Regions from separate parts of the Mus musculus genome. Here region 2 is linked to region 1. A link is a contact called in public promoter capture Hi-C data. All regions are on one chromosome and are shown on one strand. Each heading gives the region's core, a stretch centred on a gene start, on an enhancer-like site or on the middle of the called end of the contact. The rest is flanking DNA. Distances are from core to core; before and after follow the strand shown. Region 1 holds the start of Adamts17 (a disintegrin-like and metallopeptidase (reprolysin type) with thrombospondin type 1 motif, 17). Region 2 overlaps Adamts17 (a disintegrin-like and metallopeptidase (reprolysin type) with thrombospondin type 1 motif, 17).

Region 1 (5,386 bases), core at 958-3,457:
CAATGCCTGGGGTGCTGCGTACAGACATACACATTAGCAAGGTGGGGTTATCTAAACAACGGAGGCCTTCCATGTCCCACTGCTTTCTCGCTTACAGAGGACTATTTAACATCTGGCCCCTAATCATTGTTGTTGTTTTTAATCCAACCTCCATGAACTTGCCAAACTGAAACAGCTCCAGACAAGAAAGAATGACAAACAATGAAGGGAGAGGGGCATGGGTTCGATGCTTGCTTAGCACATTTGACAGCTGGAGTGTTGTTGGGGTAGTCAGCAGAGAAGACTGCTCACACGTGGGTTTAAGCCAATAGAAAGTCTATCAGCAAGCCGGCAACTACACAGCATGTTCAGGACCTCAATGTAGTCCTGAGCCTTCTTCAGGGTGAGCTTTTGAGCATAAAATCCATGTCCTGGGTTGATATACGGTTAATGAGAACAGTTAGCCAGAGGCAGAGCTACAGAAACCAAAGAGCAAGGTTAGTAGTCCATTTAGAGACTTTCCTATAACTATGGTTGTTATGGGCCTCTGGTTTGGTTTTGGAGGGTGATGCTGAGTTTTACAGCCTAAACAGTATCTCCATCCTGGAGTCAGTTGTGCTAATATCTGGGGCCCTGTTACAGGAGGAGTCTCTGAAACATCTGATTTAATCAATCACTTTTCTTCTTTTATTCATATATTCAGTAAATCTAACAAAGTGCTAATGGTATGTCAGGTATCTCGCAGACCCTTGTTATTATTTTCAAGAGTAGTCCAAATGATTAGAAGTTCACCCTCCAAGGGGAGGCAGTATAGCTTAGCTCCTTGATTTACAGAGAAAAAACTGAACAACTCTCAGAAGAAAAACATTCCTGGGCTGTCAGAATAGCTAGCTGCTGTCTGACCACACACACACACACACACACACACACACACTCACACAGGGCTAAGGCTTCTCCTTTTCTTCCTGTTTCCCATGACATGGTTGAGGTCACAGTCAAATTCTCATGGTCAAGTGAGGCAAAGCCCTACTCATTCATAGCCACCAACAGAGCCTGACCCATGCTGCCAGTCACCCGAGGGTGCCAACCGGTGAGTGACAGCCACTAGATCAGAGACTGGCTCGGCAGCACATTCTGTGATACGCCTTTGTGGAGAGCTGCAGACAGCTTACCAGGACAGGGGCACCAAACTTAGGGAAACTCACCAGTGTTTACCTCGTCTCTGGATGCTTTCTGGTAATTCAGCCCTGTGATGAAGTCTGGATCCTGTGATGAGGGGTGAGTAGGGGCCTTTTTGAAAACAAGCAAGCAAACAGACAAAAAGGGAGAGATGAGGAGCCATCTGTGACTGCTGTGGTATCCCTGTGCTCAGTCAGTCCTGCTATCTGTAGGACAATTTTAAAGAGGCCAATGGGATTACCCATAGGGGTCTGCTAGGGATAATATCTGGCTAGATTCTGCTGGAAAATTGAACACTCATTCTGTTCGTGAAAGGCTGGGTTCAAGTTCAGGCTCTGCCTCTCAGCTCTCCAGGGTCCTGCGATGCAAAGCGCAGCTAATATACCTCCCTAAACACACCTGACCTAAAGTCAGGATCACAGACACAAGACACGGCTCTGACAGATACTAGCTGTCCAATTTAAGCAGGCTCCTTACATTTCCTTTTTCTCAGTTTCCCAGTCTTCAGGGGAGTGTTATTATGCTCTCACCTTCTTGGATTCTGTGAAAGTATAGACTGCAAGAAGCCTGCGGGGTGTGGACAAACACCATAGATATAGAAGTCAGGCATGAATTCAGGTGTGCTAGGAACACTGGGCTGCGTCTTTCCAGCCCAAACTAATCAAAAATAGGAGTCACTTCAATACATAGAGATTTTCTTTTTCTTGTACTGAACTGGTTGGTCTGGCCTATCTTCCTAGGAAGCCTCAAAGGTGATCTCCCAAATGTGAACAAACTGAAGACCAGGCTGGTGTCCTCCTGGCTGCTCCAAGATGCTGCAGCTGAGCCGGCTCGCGCCTGCCACCTGGTGTCACAGCCTACCTACTGCCTAGAAACCACGTGTAAGAAAGTGCTTACAACCTAACTACGCACGTTGGTTTCGACCGGCCCTAACCAATACGGACAGGGAAGGCGGGGCAGAGAAAAGCAAAAGCCCAATCACCGCCTACTTTCCAAGGAGAAGGTGGGGCTTAGTATTTACCATGTTGGGTTTGTCCGCAGCGCTAATTACTTTTTCCAAAGGCTGCAGGGCTGCACTCCGGTTGGCTTCGCCGCCTCGCGAGTCCCTGCTCTATCACTACAGTCTTGGGGGCTGCTGGTCCCAAGTACCATGTGTGACGGCACCCTGCTGCCCCCTCTCGTCCTGTCCTTGCTGCTGCTGGTGTGGGGGCTGGACCCGGGCACAGGTAGCGTTCCTAGCTCTCGCGGCCACCTTCCCGGTGCCTTCCCGAAGCATCCCGGCGCCCGGGTGCATAGGTGGACCGCTGACAGCATCCCCTGAGGAGGAGAGTGAAGGCCGCGGCCGGAGAACTGGTCTCTGGTTCCCTCTCGGCACGCGGATGGCGAGCTGACCCCCGGTGCGATCGAGTGGCTTCGCCAGCTTGGAGAGGCCCGGCTCGGGGAGGGAAGGGAGTGCGGGGTCACGGCTGCGCGATACCCACGGAGCCTTGCGAGTCAGCGCCGGAGCGGCCGGCAGCCCTGGTGGCCAGGCTGGTGCTGACGCGTGTCCTCTCTCCCCGCAGCTGTCGGCGACGCGGCGGCCGACGTGGAGGTGGTGCTCCCGAGGCGGCTGCGCCCCGAGGACGTGCACCTGCAGTTGCTGCCGGGAGCAGCGGGGCTCCGGCGGTGGCGGCGACCGCGAGCATCTCCAGGTGGCCATCGAGCAGGGCAAGGAGAGCGCGCCCTGCTACTGCACCTGCCGGCCTTTGGGCGCGACCTATACCTGCAGCTGCATCGCGACCTGCGTTTCCTGTCCCCAGGCTTCGAGGTGGAGGAGGCGGGTGTCTCGGGGCGCAGCGGACATCCTGCCGAGCTGTGCTTCTACTCCGGACGAGTCCTGGGCCACCCGGGCTCCCTCGTCTCCCTCAGCGCCTGCGGCGCCGCCGGCGGCCTGGTATTGCCCGCGCCCCCTATGGGTCTGCCTTGCCCAGTCTGTTACTTCTCCTGGGGTGGTCCCGCGGAGGGCTGGGCGGGAGAAGACCTACCTTCCCATCTCCTTCACTTGGCCCTTTCAGACTGTGCCTTCCTAGGAGAGAGAACACAGGGGAAGGCCTGTTATTGTCCTGGCTTCTGTTGTGTCCTGAACCTGGCCGAGGTGGGGTTGCATTGAGAAATTAGCTATAGCTCACCTAGAGGAAAGAATATGAACCTGTCGTTCCCACTCTGACAGCATCAGCACAGGTGTGTATGTTTTCTGCACGTTATGGGGAAGCTCTAAAGTGTTCATTCCCTGTCTAGGAATGGGGTATCTAAGCACTTCTCTTCTGTCCCTTGAGCCTTCTTACATTAGGAGGGGACCCCAGGCAGGCCATGGTTAGTCTCATTTTTGCTAGCTGAAAAGGTAAGACCAAGAGAGGAACTGTTGTCAGTATCTCTAGTGCCTTACTCTGCAGTAGGTATTTATTTATCTGGATGCTCCCTCGGTGAGAACTGTGCGGTGCTCACCTGTCCCAGGGGAAAGCCCTGCTCTTACTCTTTTTCTTCTCGAAGACCTTGCCTCGCCTTGTTGAGACACCTGTGACAAGTGCACGGAGAGGCACAGAAGTTTGGGGTGGTTTTGCTGTCTTTGTGCTCACACTTGAGCACTTGGCTACGTTGGTGCCCAGCCAAGTTCTTCTCTGCTTCTCCAGGGTGCCCCCAAGAAGAGCACGTGGCTGGCAGATGGTTTGCCCTCCCCACCCCCCAAAGCCTGGCATCACTCAGTTTACAATGTCTGTGCTGTTTCCCTACATTTGTCACAGCAGACCTCTGGGGTAGTGGGCCAGAGAAGCCACCCCTTCACTTGCTTTCTATCACCACCTACACAGCCAGGAGCACAGCGTGAAAGCCCAAGACTCCGAGATTTTGCTCGATACTTCTGCTTTCTTAGTACTGGGTCAGGGTTGGGGGACCTGTGGATGTAATTTCTGAGGAGCAGCCTAATTTTCAGGAATCTTTAAAGGTCTCATTTCAGGGTATGGGTTACTTTTGTTTAACTGGGAGACATTGGTAGTCTTGGCAAAAGAAGGCAAAGCAGATTGTGGTGGGGTCTGGTAGGTGTTATCGTTGAACGGGGGGACAAAGGGTGTGGGCTGTGGGCGAGGAGGCTTAAGTGGAGTGAGAAAGGCTCAGATCACTGTAGGACTCGGGTCAGCGCTGTATCATGTTCTGGGAGGGACTCAGAGGCCCACATCATTTCTCCCATTTTTTTGCCAAAGTGTTTCAAGTCTAGGTCACACCCCCGTACGGTGCATAGAAACATCTGAATCCCATTTGCTGCGGTTTCGTGAGTTTCTGGAGAGGTCAGAGTTTATACTTCTTGGTGTAAAGTTTCCAGCGAGGAGCTATCTGTGAAGGAGCCCAGGCTGGAAATCTGGAGAACATTGATGTAGAGTCCTCCCAGAGTGGCTGCTCAGCCTCCTCTCATGGCATCTGAGCCAACTTTTCAGGAAGACTGCGCTGCCCTTTGGCACCATGTGAGGGCGCTGTGCCTTAGAGAAAGGAACCCGGCCAAGACTCTTGAGTTCACCCCAGTTGCGGGTGGAATTCTAAGTCTTTAGATTTTTCAATTCCAGTTTGAGGAGACACTGCTGTTGTTTAGTCTGCCTTACTCATCCTGTTCGTGCAAGCTGCACATTGGACACTCTCCTCGAGTACACGTAGGCAGAGGCTGAGAGCGGGAGGGAAGAGACATGACTGGGAGCCGGTCTCTTAGCATAAGCTACTTGAGATTGGCCTGCACCCCACCTTTGGCTTGGTTGTCCACCCAGGTGGGTGGTAAGTTGTGCTAGGTCCCTTGACTAGGCCAGAAGCTCTCTGAAGTGTGCAGTTATGTGTGTGTTTGCCAGGATAGTCCCAGCTACCAGACATGGGTAGGGGCCATGGTCCAGAAGATAGCTCTTGTTAGCTATTGGGTGGGGGTATTCTGAAAGCCTTCTTGTCTCCAAAGACTAATGTTGTGCAGATATTAGCAGGCTTTTCCCAGAAAGTGAGTATTTTATACTTTATGAGCCATCTAGTCTCAGTCATGTCTCTCAGTGCTGCCCTTTTTGAGTGACAACACATATAGGAGGCATATAAATATGTGGGTGTGGCTCTGCTCAACCTCCTCTATCCTGGATGCTGGCTAGTATTTCGGCCGTTAGTATGTTTTGCCATGGCCAATGCCTACAAATGGCTGTGTCTTCAAGGGGCAGGACTAGTGTACACT
Region 2 (5,386 bases), core at 1,631-4,130, 190 kb after region 1:
GGCAATGGTCATGTTCATTGCCACAGACCACCCCAGTTGGGTTTGGTGGTCCCTGGAATGAGGGTCCTCGAAGCTAGATGGGTAAGGATTCAGCGGTGACAAACAGAAACAAATACAGAGGCAGTTTGAATCTGAGTGTATTTTGCAGATCTCAAGCAGGAGTTTTTATACAATAAAAGAACAAATATCACAACTCTTAGATGTGTTCAGTGAAGCAATCACAAATACCATCATATCATTTGGCACATTAAAGCACAAAAATCAAGCAGACATTACAACTCTGAAAAGATGTATTCAGTAAATCACAAACAGAACAGGTGACATCATGATTAATAGAAATCATCCAAGTGTAACAACGCTGAAAGGGTGTATTCAGTGGGGCAGTCATCCAAGACTAGTGGCATAATTTCAAGAGCAGATTACTAAATCTTTATGATCAATTATTATTAAACATCTAATGCCGGATTTTTTTAAAGTAAATTTTCAACGCATAAATTTAAAGTATTTTAATTCTTTTTATTTAAGGCTTTCTTTACCATGTCCCAAAGCCCACCTCCAATGACACACGTGTAGCCATATTAAAATTTATTGTTGGGAAAGATTTTATCTGTCGTAATGCTATTATATAATTTTGTAAATGATTTATAAAGTAAAGCGGTGGTTTTCCTAGAGATAAGGTCATGTTAGTGACCCTGTCTCAAGGGACGGTTTCTTACCCATTATACTTGTATAAGATCTTAGCCTACGCTACCAATAATATGTAAATAAGAAAAGGAATAAGAGAAAACAAAACAGATAAATTGTCATGAGAACTATGGCTCAATATTTTGCTCTGGCCAAGAGTTCCACAACCGGTTCCAGGAGACCTCCATCTTTTGAAGTCTGTCGCCTCAGTCTGTGGAACTTGTCACACAGATTCTACTGGGGTTGGTGTGGCAGTTCATGGTACTGACCACTGAAGCAGAGTTCTACTCATACCAAGAGAGGGCTCTGTGCACAGTTCCTTTTACTTTACAAGACACAGTCTTCTTAAATTGCTCAGGCTGGCCTTGAACTCAGTCTGTAGCCAAAGTGAATCTTGAACCTTATTGGGGCTACATTTTATGAATATTCCATGACTGTTAAAGATGTGTCTTGCTGGGCAGTGGTGGCGCACACCTTTAATCCCAGCACTTGGGAGGCACAGGCAGGCGGATTTCTGAGTTCAAGGCCAGCCTGGTCTACAGAGTGAATTCCATGACAGCCAGGGTTACACAGAGAAACCCTGTCTCGAAAAACAAAACAAAAAACAAACAAACAAAAAAAAAGTGTCTTGATGGCCTGGAGAGATGGCTCAGAGGTTAAGAGCACTGACTGCTCTTCTAGAAGTCTTGAGTTCAATTCCCAGCAACCACATGGTGGCTCACAACCATCTGTAATGGAATTTGATGCCCTCTTCCATTGTGTCTGAAGACAGCTACTGTGTACTCATATACATAAAATAAATAAATAAGTCTTTTAAAAAGATGAGTCTTGACATGCTTGTTTTAAGCTGGAACTTTTCTTATCAATTCTGTTATTTACATCTCTTGTATCAATTATTACATGACTGTTGAATTTTTCATGGGCTAAGAAAGACCATTAAATTATTATACTAATTTCTTTTTTGTTGCTTACCCTTATATCCCAAGTCAGTTTTGTTTAATGAAATTTAATACTATGTACTTTTTGGGGCATAGATACTACATGGCCATCGAGGGTCATATATCCTTATATTATTTCATGCCTCAGGCTCAGGGTTCAAGTTGGACTGACATTAGAATTGATGTTCTCCTTTGCCTTTATTTTGGCTTCCAAATCACATTAAATGATTGTTACACAGCACATAGCAGAGCTTAAGTTGTGATCTAATATGAAGGATTTATCTTAGGAAACAAGGTTAGCTCATTTGTTTCTATGTCAGATGATTCTTGGTGTAGGTTCTGTTTTTCTGGTTTTTTTTTTTTTTGTTGTTGTTTTTTTTTTTTTTTTCTGGCTTCTCTTGCTTTTCTGTTAGCGTTTCTTTTGTAGAAGTTTGGGACTCTTTCCAGTGATCTCCTCTATTACACATTGTATATAAAATTAATCCTCCATGTTTTTATTCTCTAGACACGTACGAAAATATCTCTTGTCTTTGATGTTTGGAAAAGTACTAAAAAATGTATCTGTGTTTGTTCACTATTGTGTCTTAACAAACTTCCACAAAATATGGCCATTTTAAACAAAACGTATCTATTATCATTCAGGCTCTGAGGGTTAGGGATAAAGACATGGCTCCGCCAGGCTTTCACGTCTCAGCAATTTTACAAGGTTATGGGGAGGGCATAGGCCTGGCCTGCAGTCTCATCTAAAGCTCAGCTGGGGACATGTTTGTTGCCGGACTCACTGGCTTACTGGGAACTTGTTGGAAAGCCACTGTTCCCTGTAGGTTGTTGGAGCAAAAGCCGAAGTTTCATGCTGTCTTCTTTGTCAGGCTGCGCTCAGTTCATGGTAGCATGATCTTTTCCAACATGGCAGCTAGTCTGACCAAAGAAGGCAAGCCTAGAAATCAATTCAGGGAGCCTTTACAGAGATGAGAGTGTTGTGTGTGATAATCATGATGTCACATCCTGCCATTTGTGCTGCATTCTGTGGATTAAAAGTGAGTCAGAGACAAGGAAAAGTGGGGGGCATGGTCATCTGCAAAGATGAATGGGGAAATCAACAACTTCATCCACTCAGGTTGCAGAACTGTTAACAGCTTGGCCATCAACTCCTCCAGACATTCCACGGGAAAGGCAGAGAGAAAAGTACAGACAATCAAATACTGCAGAGGAGCCAGCAGCAGTGTAGGCTCTTGCAGAGTACATATTGCTAGCAGGCACCTAAAATGCTTGGAGAACAGGGAAGAGGACCAGGCAGAGAATGATGCAAGTGTTGAGGACGATGCCAAGTTTAGCTGAGCATGCTTTAGAAACCATCCTGGAGAAGTACTGCAGGTGGCCACACATGGGGCCACGGCACCATCTAAAGCCTCCTTTATGCTGACTCCCCCTTTTAAAAACCAAACCCACGTGTCTGATTCCCAACACCAGAGTTTTGCCTGTGCTTGCAGTGTAGGCAAACGAAATCCTACTGTTGTAACCATGATCTGTCTGCTCTGATGCCAAAGCATTTGGCTTGCTCTTACCTTCATGATAACTCACGTCGTATTGAAAACAAGCATTCCTGACATCTTCACAGAACATATATTCAGACTTCTTTCCAGTATATTCTTGGGAGTGAGATTATAGATATGACTGTATATAGTGCCTGTAAGAAATATTGATGAATAATTTTGCAAAGTTGTTCAAAAAGTCCAAATGTTAACATCAGTATACAACAGTTCCTGTTGGCTGTATCCTTGTCAAGGTTTGAAATTCCCCATCTTTTTCCACTCTGTGTACAAGCATCTAAACTTGGTCTTAATTTGCCTTTGCTTGATGGCCGAATCAGTTTGGGCATATTTTCAGATGCTTAATTGCCATTTAAATGTCTTCTTATGAAATGCTCAGGTCTTCTGCCCATTTTCCCACTAGGTCTTTTTTCTTATTCGATCTGTAATAGTTTTGGTTTGTTGTTCTCTTTTTTAAAAAAAAAATTGTCCTAGATATGTTTTGTTGGCTATCTTTATTGCAAATACCTCCCCCTCATCTATTGCAAACACTTTCTCTGATATTCTTATACTTGCCTTTTAATAAACACATTCATTTTAATGGAGCATAATTCATTTCTAGTTTCTCCTCCTTTGTTGTTGGTACTGTTTAAGAAGGCTCTGCCTAACTGCCCACTCTTTGACTTTGATAATTAGGAAAATTTCATGAGACAGCCCTGTCCATAAACTTCACGATAAACAGTTTGCCCTAGTCCCTTCCTCTTTCTCCTAATCCTAAGCTTTCCTGCCCCCCAGTTGCGCTCCTGGGTCTGCCTTGTGTCATGAGCATGTGTCTGAACATCCGCCACGTCACTCTGGAGGAACTCTTAGGTGAGAGTTCGAGGGATCAGGCTTTTAATGAGGTGCCATCATCTTTATGGGAGCAGCTGTGCGGCATTCGGGTTCTCATCTTTTTACCGTTCCATGGAGAGGTACACAGTAATGGGAACGGGTAGATCTCTCTGGACCCACATGTACAGTGACCCGCTTCAGTCGCTGACTCGTTCAAAGGCTCAGCCCGGCTCCCACATACTTGAGAAGTGAGAAGGAGCTGCCAGCTTTCCTCTGCTTGTTGTAAGAGCCCCCTCCGTCGCTGTTTTCCTTCCTTTCTACTTTATTTTTGTCCCTCCAATCTCCACACATTTCTTTCCTTTAGACAGTGCAGTTACACATCTGCTTGGTGCAGATGTTTGAGACTGCTTGGAACAGCAGCCTTCTAAATTGAGCACAGCACACCCTTTGTAAAACTCACTGCCACCTCACTCTGCTGTGCTGCGGGGGTCCGTCCCTCATGTTGCCTGAAGGGCACCAGTTATCCACTGGCCACACAGTGAGGGGTTAGGTCTTCCCATTCCCACTCAAGCTTCGTAGCCTGAATTGGGTTTGGCATCCTGGAAGCACTGTGTCTTTAAAAGCGCTGTAGGAACATCTGTTTCTAATTTTCAGGCCATGATCATGGTGCGGATTTGGGTGCAAGTAGTTTATGTGGGAAGCAATCCCAGCAAATACTATGAGGGGCCATCTACAGGGGGAAAGTGTAGAAAGGTACATGGATGGGTGTAACTCATCAACAGCCTTAGGCAACAGACTGTCCCACGAGGACCCCTAAGCCACATGTAGAACATAGTCCAGAATCCCTCTCTCAATGGAACAGGGTCAGCCAGCCCCCATCTCTTATGGTTGATGATCCTGTCTGCTCACAAGTCCTCTGGGGAAGAAGAACAGCCATGCCTGCCTTGGTAATTTTGATAATTTGTCTCATTCTGAACACTTTGTCAATGTCCAAATGTCTTATTAATACAGCTAGGAGACTGTCTTTTCCGATGCCTGTTCCTGTTTTAGGAGAATGTCTTTAGTTCTCAATTCATGGGCGTTCCAGGTTTTTCTAGGTAAAATACTGTAATAATTTATGCCCAGCTCAGCAGAGGCAAAAGCCAGGCAGGGAGAATAGAAGGCTGCCTCTGCTTTTTGGCCTCCTCTATCTGGCCGCTGTGATATCTGCTTAAACCACCATCTCACTCACGTGAGACCCTGGCCGTGAAGCTGCCTCTGGTGACGTTGGGTTAAGCCTGTTTCTTGCATTCTCTGTCAGCCCATGGGTATCTGCTTTACCCTGTGCACTCAGTGGAAGGGACCTATTTACTGACCGCTCCTAGGAAGTACCTCCAAGAACCCCTTGAGTTTGGAACTCCTGAA

Evidence for each region. Promoter capture Hi-C pulls out the DNA fragments that hold promoters and counts their contacts.
Region 2: a contact with region 1 is called in a promoter capture Hi-C map of hippocampal neurons, with 4 times the contacts expected there. The contact joins the enhancer-like site here to the promoter of Adamts17 in region 1. A contact is called at or near these places in 11 of 39 promoter capture datasets (the 3T3-L1 cell line, cranial neural crest, embryonic stem cells and 6 more), 12 of 484 Hi-C or Micro-C datasets (embryonic fibroblasts, liver, nephron progenitors and 2 more), 4 of 115 datasets of contacts at active chromatin or transcription factors (PVALB interneurons, SST interneurons, double positive thymocytes and 1 more) and 2 of 9 other capture datasets (adipose tissue and pancreatic islet).

What each region holds. Positions count from the first base shown.
Region 1 is chr7:66,837,528-66,842,913 of GRCm38.p6, forward strand. It overlaps Adamts17 (a disintegrin-like and metallopeptidase (reprolysin type) with thrombospondin type 1 motif, 17), which reads left to right and starts at 2,208. Exons shown (of 23, transcript NM_001033877.4): 1 at 2,208-2,384; 2 at 2,721-3,091. The coding sequence starts at 2,309. Gm33627 (a long non-coding RNA gene) reads right to left here and starts at 2,264. Exons shown (of 4, transcript XR_391554.2): 1 at 2,180-2,264; 2 at 1,185-1,269.
Region 2 is chr7:67,022,206-67,027,591 of GRCm38.p6, forward strand. The region is part of intron 10 of Adamts17 (a disintegrin-like and metallopeptidase (reprolysin type) with thrombospondin type 1 motif, 17); the gene reads left to right. Among named protein-coding and RNA genes, the nearest start is that of Gm33627, 190 kb to the left of the region's middle. Within about 2 kb of position 2,881, at least 34 of the 459 cell types and tissues checked have an H3K27ac peak or open chromatin away from gene starts, as enhancers often do. A contact at or near this core is called in PVALB interneurons, SST interneurons, embryonic limb bud and 4 more, where this site is marked.